Regions from separate parts of the Mus musculus genome. Here region 2 is linked to region 1. Evidence: chromatin contacts called from public Hi-C data. All regions are on one chromosome and are shown on one strand. Each heading gives the region's core, a stretch centred on a gene start, on an enhancer-like site or on the middle of the called end of the contact. The rest is flanking DNA. Distances are from core to core; before and after follow the strand shown.

What was found. A called contact is a pair of places that touch in the nucleus more often than the background predicts.
Region 2: a contact with region 1 is called in a Hi-C map of nephron progenitors, with 1.6 times the contacts expected there. The contact joins the enhancer-like site here to the promoter of Slc34a2 in region 1. A contact is called at or near these places in 11 of 484 Hi-C or Micro-C datasets (the Patski cell line, brown adipocytes, embryonic stem cells and 5 more), 2 of 115 datasets of contacts at active chromatin or transcription factors (embryonic stem cells and intestinal villus epithelium) and 3 of 9 other capture datasets (adipose tissue, liver and pancreatic islet).

Annotation. Positions count from the first base shown.
Region 1 is chr5:53,047,183-53,051,074 of GRCm38.p6, forward strand. It overlaps Slc34a2 (solute carrier family 34 (sodium phosphate), member 2), which reads left to right and starts at 2,171. Exons shown (of 13, transcript NM_011402.3): 1 at 2,171-2,214. Gm17182 (predicted gene 17182) reads right to left here and starts at 2,173. Exons shown (of 2, transcript NR_166509.1): 1 at 1,699-2,173; 2 at 560-1,056.
Region 2 is chr5:53,102,543-53,106,434 of GRCm38.p6, forward strand. No RefSeq gene overlaps it. Among named protein-coding and RNA genes, the nearest start is that of Gm17182, 55 kb to the left of the region's middle. Within about 2 kb of position 2,114, at least 17 of the 459 cell types and tissues checked have an H3K27ac peak or open chromatin away from gene starts, as enhancers often do. A contact at or near this core is called in extraembryonic ectoderm, intestinal villus epithelium and nephron progenitors, where this site is marked.

The DNA of each region.
Region 1 (3,892 bases), core at 921-3,420:
TCTGGCTGTCCTGGAACTCACTTTGTCGACCAGGCTGGCCTCGAACTCAGAAATCCGCCTGCCTCTGCCTCCCGAGTGCTGGGATTAAAGGCGTGCGCCACCACTCCCGGCTGACTCTGTAAATTCTTACGGAGCCTGTATGTGGTAAGGTCTCAGTAGCACAGATCACAAATGATTTCCCAAATCTAATGTTTTTATATGAGAAATCGAACATGTTCCACTCCGTTATCAGCATGAGTACATATTTTACAGGAAAAAAACCCACAAAAACAAAACAAAAAAAAAAACACAAAACACCCAAATCAATGATAGGATTTCAAGTGTTCTCATCCCACAGGTTTTAGGCCTGTAACAGTTACACAGAACTCCGTAGCATAGAGAAGATGGTCTGGACCTCAATTTCAGAATAATTAATGGCATGATCTACCTAATTCTACCCTACAGTGCTGCATTACGTAATCGGAGGTTAGCTAGCTAGGGTAATCTACGTTGGTGATAGTATTCCAGAAGTTTGTATGTAAACATAGGCTTATTAAATGAAGATATCGGGTATCAGAGATCAAATGAAAACATGGAAGTGTTCTTTATTAGACCACATTCTGATTAAAGGGAGGTGAGAATGAATGTAGACACACTTACACATTGCAGAGAAGTAAAGAACTGTAGTCAATCTAGAACCAAGAAGATAACACCCTGAGAGCTTTGGTTGACGTTCCCTTGTCTACTGGAACTTAAAGGAGCCTTCCCAAGGTTTTTGGCAGAGCTGATCTTCCCACATGGGCTCCATTTTGGGAAATGATTTTAAAGCAAGGGGCAAGGCAGTTACCTCCTCAGGGAAGCCTTTAGCCACTGTGAGGCAGGGTCACAGGATAGATGACCAGTGAGTGAAGGCCTCAGGGTTCCTGGGAACAGCGTAGGTGGAGAGTGCAGCCTGCCCTGCCCTGCCCTCCGCTGGCTACAGGCTGTGCTGAACTCCGTGGTGGTCACGTGGGGGTGGACTCCGTTTACTCCAGCCTGTGCTCTGAGAGGTGCTTGCTGAGAACTCCTTAGTTTGTCCTGTAGAGCAAACATTATTCCTCCACAGGGCCACCAGGCAGGCTAGCTTTCTTCCCTGTCTCCAACTGAGTCGTTTGTGCTTTGTGCTGCTGTAGACAGTATTGGCACCTGTGATAAGTCTCAGAACCTTCCTAGTCCTCCAACTCTGGAAGGACAGTGTTAAAATATTGAGTGCTGTGAACCAAGGACACACATTTTACACTGAGAAAAATGAGGAGGGGACGGCAAGGGGGGCGAGCAGGGAACTGAAGACAGGCAGCTAAGATCCTGAGAGCTTAGCCCAGGGCAGCGCACCTCCAAACATTAGTTATGGGTACTTGGAGTTTGAGGCAAAACTAGCTCTGTTTTAGCAGTTCCTGTGTGAGCCTGTGCCCTTACCCCGTGCCTTACTTAATCTTGGCTCCTGGGCCTCTGAGGCAAGGCTTTGAAGCTCTGATCTGAGGCTAAATCCACTGTTTCCATCTTGTTCAGTACTAGCCTGGGGGGAAGGGGGGGGCCTCCTGGGGCTGATCTCCAGGCCACCTTACAGTGGGTAGAGATGGGGATGGGGGGCGACTGACCCAGGGCACCCACACTGTAGAGAAAGCACCCCTTCTCCAGGCCCGCCACTCCCTAGCAGTCAGTCTTAAGTTCCATGCTGACCTTGTTCTAACTGCCCAAGCCAGACAGGTCTCCAGGCAGAGGCACCTGGAACAATCCTGGCTTTGTTGCGAAGAAGAAGAATCTTGTCCCTGAATTTACAATCTGTTGCTCAGTGTCTAACCTCTCCAGCCCTGGAGACGGAACGGCACAGAGACTCTGGGAGAACGAGGCAGAGGGCAGAGGCCCACAGCTGGTGGTCAGCATTCGCAGCAACTCCCGCGTGTGAGGGAGGCAGGCAGGGATTCGGGGCGCGCGGGGCGCCACCGGGGCGCAGGCGGTTCGGCCGTTCCTACTGCGGGCCTGGTCTGAGGTTTCTCCCCGCGATGGGCTCACTAAGCCGGCAGGTAGGCAGTGCCGTGGCGGCGGCAGCAGGCGGTCCTGGAATGTGCGAGGGGCGTGATGACAGCGACTGCCGCCGGCCTCTTTGCGCAACACCTTCGCTGTATATATACCGGGCGCTCAGCTGCGCTCCACCTGGGTGCCTCCTGCTGTCCCTTACCTGCGAAGGGAGCGCTGGTGAGTACACCGGTCGGCCGCTACCGCCGGCTGCTTCTGATCTCAAGGACCTACACTGAATTTTTAAGTGACTTCATTCTTGTAGACACCCCTAAGGGACTTGACTGGCTCTGGGCTGCAGAGGAGGATATGAGAGCACATCATCTTAAACTTTCAGATTTTTTTTAAAAGATGGTTGTGATTGCTGTCAGGACAACTCTTAGAACTAGTGTAGGTGGACATGCCTCACCTGCTAGCTGTGTCTGTGGCTTGGGGTGGGAGGATCTGCCGGGCTGGCCTCATGCTTGGTCTGGGTTACTACCCGTGTGACTCCCTGACGTGCAGTGGCCCTCTTCATGACACCTGGGTCTTTTCCTGCAAGTTCTAGGTTTGCTCTGGCTGCTGGAGGATGCAGACCCTTCTGGGGGGACTTGGCCAAAAGCTTTTGCCCTTCAGATGTCTTGAGCAGGATTTGATTTCTGGTTCTTAAGGCAGAGGGATATGCACAGGGTCGGAGGAGACAGTATGCTCAAGCCAGAGGAGGAGTGCCCGTTTTGGAGTTAAAGTTCCAGAGGGACAGGTGCCTGCCATAGGTACTGTGGGCATTTTCTTAAAACCCGTGGATCATCGGTCCTGTACTTTGGGGGCGGGGGGAGGTCCTTTCAGGAGAGTTTTGTGCTAGCAGGGTGGCTCTGTCATCTGTCTGCTTTCCTGTCTTGTAGACTGAAACTTGTTCTCAGTTAGGCATTTCTGGAAAACCTGAGCCTCCCCACAGTAAGCATTGTTTGGGACTAGGAGACCGTCTTATCCTATGCCAGCTGATAATGACCTTTTCTGTTTTACAAGCTTTTGTAAGCCGGGGCAAGAAGGGCAGGCTTTGTAATAGTTTTGGATGCTACACAAGTTACCTCCCTCCCTTACCCCTCCCCTACCCCTCCAGGGTACCACGACTCAGGCACAGAATAGCCTGAGTTTATGAAAAAGAAAACAACAAAACAAAACACCCCAAAACAGTATTTGAGGGATCTGATTTGGAGTATACTAGATTTCAATAAAGATTGTCGCATACATAGGTTTACAAATTTAGCTTTTAACTCCCCCAAACAGGGCAGAATAGTTACAGGTCAACTAACTGACAGCCTAAGGATTGAACTCAGAATCTTATGCTTCGTAGTGGCTGTTCTGAGCTACATAGCTAGCCTTTGGGTTTTTGAGATGGAGTGTTGTGTAGGTCCTATTAGTCCTTTTTTAAAAAGATATTTATTTATTATATGTAAGTACACCGTAGCTGTTTTCAGACACACCAGAAGAGGGTGTCCAATTTCATTACAGATGGTTATGAACCACCATGTGGTTGCTGGGATTTGAACTCGTGACCTTCAAGAAGGGTAGTCAGTGCTCTTAACTGCTGATCCATCTCTCCAGACCTCCAATTAGTCTTGAATTAGTTAGGTCTCCGCCTCCCCAAGTGTGTGCTGGGATTATAGACTTGACCTACCACACCTGACTGAAATTTACTTTACAAATTTAAAAAGGTATTGTAGCAGCCTGTGTGAGCACAAGTTTGTAGTGTTAGGCTAAATATCTTAAATAGTATCTTTCACCTAAAATCTAAAACTAAAAGCCATTCTCTAATTGCAAGACCTAGAAGCAGTCTGCCCTCTCCCCCTTGTTTTTTAGCAAGTACGTGTTGTAGCCC
Region 2 (3,892 bases), core at 864-3,363, 55 kb after region 1:
TAGTAAAGGCTTTGAAAAAGGGCACAAGGACAAAAATGTTCTCTGTCTCCTTTGTGCTCAGGAGTGAATCACAAAGTCTGCTCAGGCCCCAGGAAGTCATTTGACCTTGAGAAGCTTCTAGATCCTCTGAAAGCAACAACACACTCACCCTGTCTCCTTCAGCCCTTAGGGCCTATGGCTGGGTCTGGGCTCCAGATCCCCGGTGCCCACCACCTCCACCATTGGAGGCTTGTGCTTGGGATCAAAGAGCTGGACCAGGAAGTGACCTAGATGCTGGCCCCTGGGTTGTGTGATGGGAAGGATGGGGTGGTCCTCAGATCTGTCAGGCCACTTGAGAGTATCTGAACCCTAGTCATCAACAGAGGTCAAAATATTTTCTCACAGGACACTGGAGTCTCCATGCTGGTCCAAGTCTGTGTGTTGTGGGGTATAACGGAGCCTCCTAATGCCCCAGAGTGTCACCAGGATCCTTGCTTACAGGTGTAACAAAGCAATTTGAGGGAAGGTGGACTTAATTTCATCTTACAGTACGAGAGGACACGGTTCACCAAGGAAGGGGAGGCTGCAGGAGCTTGGGACCGCTGGCCAGATGGCATCTGCAGAGAGAGAGAGACACGGATGTAGGAGTTCAACTCACTTTCTCCTATTTCACTTGATCCAGAATCCCAGCCCATGGGATGGGGTGGCTTGCCTTTAGGGTGGATCTTCTCACCTCAAGGAAGCTAATCTAAAACTCTTTCAGAGATATGCAGAGGGTTTTCTTCTAGGTGAAGAAGATCGTGCCGGCTTGACAGTGTCAACCACACTCAGTGATACCGAAAGCAACAGCTTGGTGGGAGGGAGCATCCAAGCAAGACTGGCATCTCTGACTCTGGGAGGAGTCATGAAGCATTTGGAATGGGTTTCAGAAGTGATACTAGTACTGCCAGGCTTGAAGATAGCTTGAGTCCAAAGAGCTAGATAGAACCCAAGTGGCCTGGATGGGCCCCTGGGTTGTGGGACGGGTAGGATGGGGCAGTGTCCACTGCAGGATGACTCAGCCCTCTTCTGGTGCTGAAATTCTTATAAGGCTTCCCAGAATCTCTTTAGACATCCCCTAAGTTCTACCATGTGCAATTTTTCTTACACCGGTGACTCTTTATATTCATTTGCAAAGACGGCAATCTCAAACCATCACGGGCTGGGTGGCTTGAGCAACAGAGATTTATAGTTCCGTGGAGCTGGGAACTCATCAAGGTGGGGCACACTCCTCCACTTCCTTGATCTGTTTCCCTTGAGGGTGGGAGTCGTGCACCTTGAGTTCTCCTGTGGAGCCATGCAGAGGGTAGCCTCGGGCACGGGCTTCACGTGCCCCCCCCCCCCCCCCACTTTACAAGCACGATGACTCATCATGCACAGATAGGCTTGCGTGTGTCCCATGACAGGGGTGGAGAGCTCTCTCTCTCTCTCTCTCTCTCTCTTCTTTCTTTCTTTCTTTCTTTCTCTCTCTCTCTTTCTCTCTTTCTTTCTCTCTCTCTCTTTCTCTCTCTCTCTTTCTCTCCTCTCTCTTCCTTCCTTTCTCTCTCTGTGTATGTATGTTAGAGAGAGGGAGAGACAGGGAGGGACAGAAAGAGAGAGGGAGGGAGGGAGGGGAGAGAGAGACAGAGAGAGAGAGAGAGATTGATTGTGTTTGATTTCAGAAAAGGGCTGTTAAGCAGAACCAACTGGAGCCTTGAGGGGTGGCCGCACCCAGACCTCAGCATGCACCGACTGGCACCTTTCTCATCTAAGCTCTTCCACAAGACGTTCTGCCTGGCTGAGTGGCTCGGTCACCAGAGGTGATGTGGAATGTGAGCCCAGCTCTGGAAAAATCAATCCGATGCATCTTTGTGGAGTGAAGAGAAAGCATAAAATATGAGTTGTCTTGGCCGAGTCAGCTGGTTTCTTTATGCTGTTTCCTGGGAGAGGAGCTACGTGTGGGGCCTCTATGCCCCAGACCCGCCCCCGAAGCACAACCCTACTTTCTCTGTGACTCTTGGAATCTGTTTGCCACTCTGAGAGATGTCAGGAGGACCGCTTTCAGCTTCCTGAGCTGTGAAGGGGACAGCTAACCCTGGGTAATCACAAGTTCCTAGCTTCTATCTGCAGTTTCCAGAAGGCAAGTCCGGGCCTGTGGAGAGCCTGTCTGCTGGGCTCATGCATGACTGAGTTTCTGGGCCATTCTGACCAACTGGAATACCGTTGCCCTCCTGATCAATGTCCTCCCACTGCGCCCCCACACCCACCTTCTAATCTTTCTGCAGTACTGTGTGCATAGTCCCACCTCTAGGCCCATGGCCTGGTGGTAATTCGATCCCAGGGGACATCTCTTTCCATCTACCTTGTCAAAGTCCTGCCCACCTGCCAAGGCTCAACCCCACCTCTGTAGCAATTTTGCATTTAATGGCCACCCTCATCACTTTATACCGTGAAGCATCTGTTGTGCTGTCGTGGTAGTGGAGTTGAAACTTATTTATATGACGCTCAGATGTATATTGAAATCTCATTTCTCTTATCTACAATCAAGTTTTCCTTCTGAGTGTGCACTCCCTGGATGTCAATAATGGCGGGCAGTTGCATAGGTTGGAACACTATTTTGTTCAATGTAATAAACTAACAGGTTCCTTTGGAAAATCACTCTCAGAATGTGTCCCTATACCTCCATCTCCCATTCCTCTGGAGGCTGGTGTAATGCTGGAGCCTGGTGGCAATGTAATAAAGGGATACTGTCCAGCCACTACAGCAACCTGTCATGGCAGCCCTGACTGTCAGGCAATGCAATAGCTTGCTCGGGCCCGTTCTCATCAGATTCCTCTCATTGATGGTCCTGCTTCCAGCTTCATTGGTGCTTAGAGATTCCTATGGATACAGCTGCTTCTACAGTGCAGATAGCTAACACCTGTATCCCAACACCCCCCTCTCCTTACCCCATGTGCATCTCTCTCCAGGGCACATGCAGATGCCTGGATACGTTCAAACTGTGCAGAAGAACATAGGACATCTCAGAGAAGATACGTATGGTAGTTTGGATGAAAACATGTTCTCCACAGGCTCATATATTTTAAAGACTTAGTCCCCAGCTGGTGATGTTGTTTGGGAGAGTTGTGGAACCTTTCGAAGGCAGTGGCTTACTGGAGGAAGTATGTCACTCATGGTGGGTTTCGAGAGTTTAAGTATGTCACGCAGGGTGGGTTTCGAGAGTTAATAGCCTTGACCTACTTCCAATTTGTTCTCTGTGTATGACTGGAGAGGTGATCTCTCAGCTTCCTGCTCCTGCTACCTGGCACTATGCCCACCCTGCTGTTGTGTCCAAATAGCAATAGCCACAGTGTGGTTCACAGACTCGGGTAATTGAATGCTTGGTCTCCAGTTGGTGGCGCTGTTTGGTGTTGTGGTATAGCATTGCTGAAGGAGGTTATGTCGCTGGGCCAAGCCTTGGGAATTCAAAGCCTCATCTCATTTCCAGCTCACTCTCTCTGGTTCAAGTTTATATTGAAGATGTCTTCTCCCAGCCTCCGTACCTATCACTTACTGTCTTAACTTTCTTCCGTGATGCAGATTCTTATCCCCTGAAACTGTAAGCCAAAATTAACTCTTTCTTCCCTGAGTTGCTCTTGATCATGGTGTTCTTTCACAGAAACAGAAAAGTAACCAATGAAGACAAGACTGGGAAACTGCTCCTACGTCCATGAGCAACGGGACATGGGATATCCTTGCAAGTGTGTGTGACCCACTGGATAGTGCAGCTGTGAGCTGTCAGCAGTCACAGGGAATGGTGCCAGCACATAGGGAATGGGTGTGCTTGCTCTCGACAGAGGTCTGAGGCAGAGCCTAGTGCCTTGTAGAGCTTTTTGTATTTCTTGCCCCAACAGCA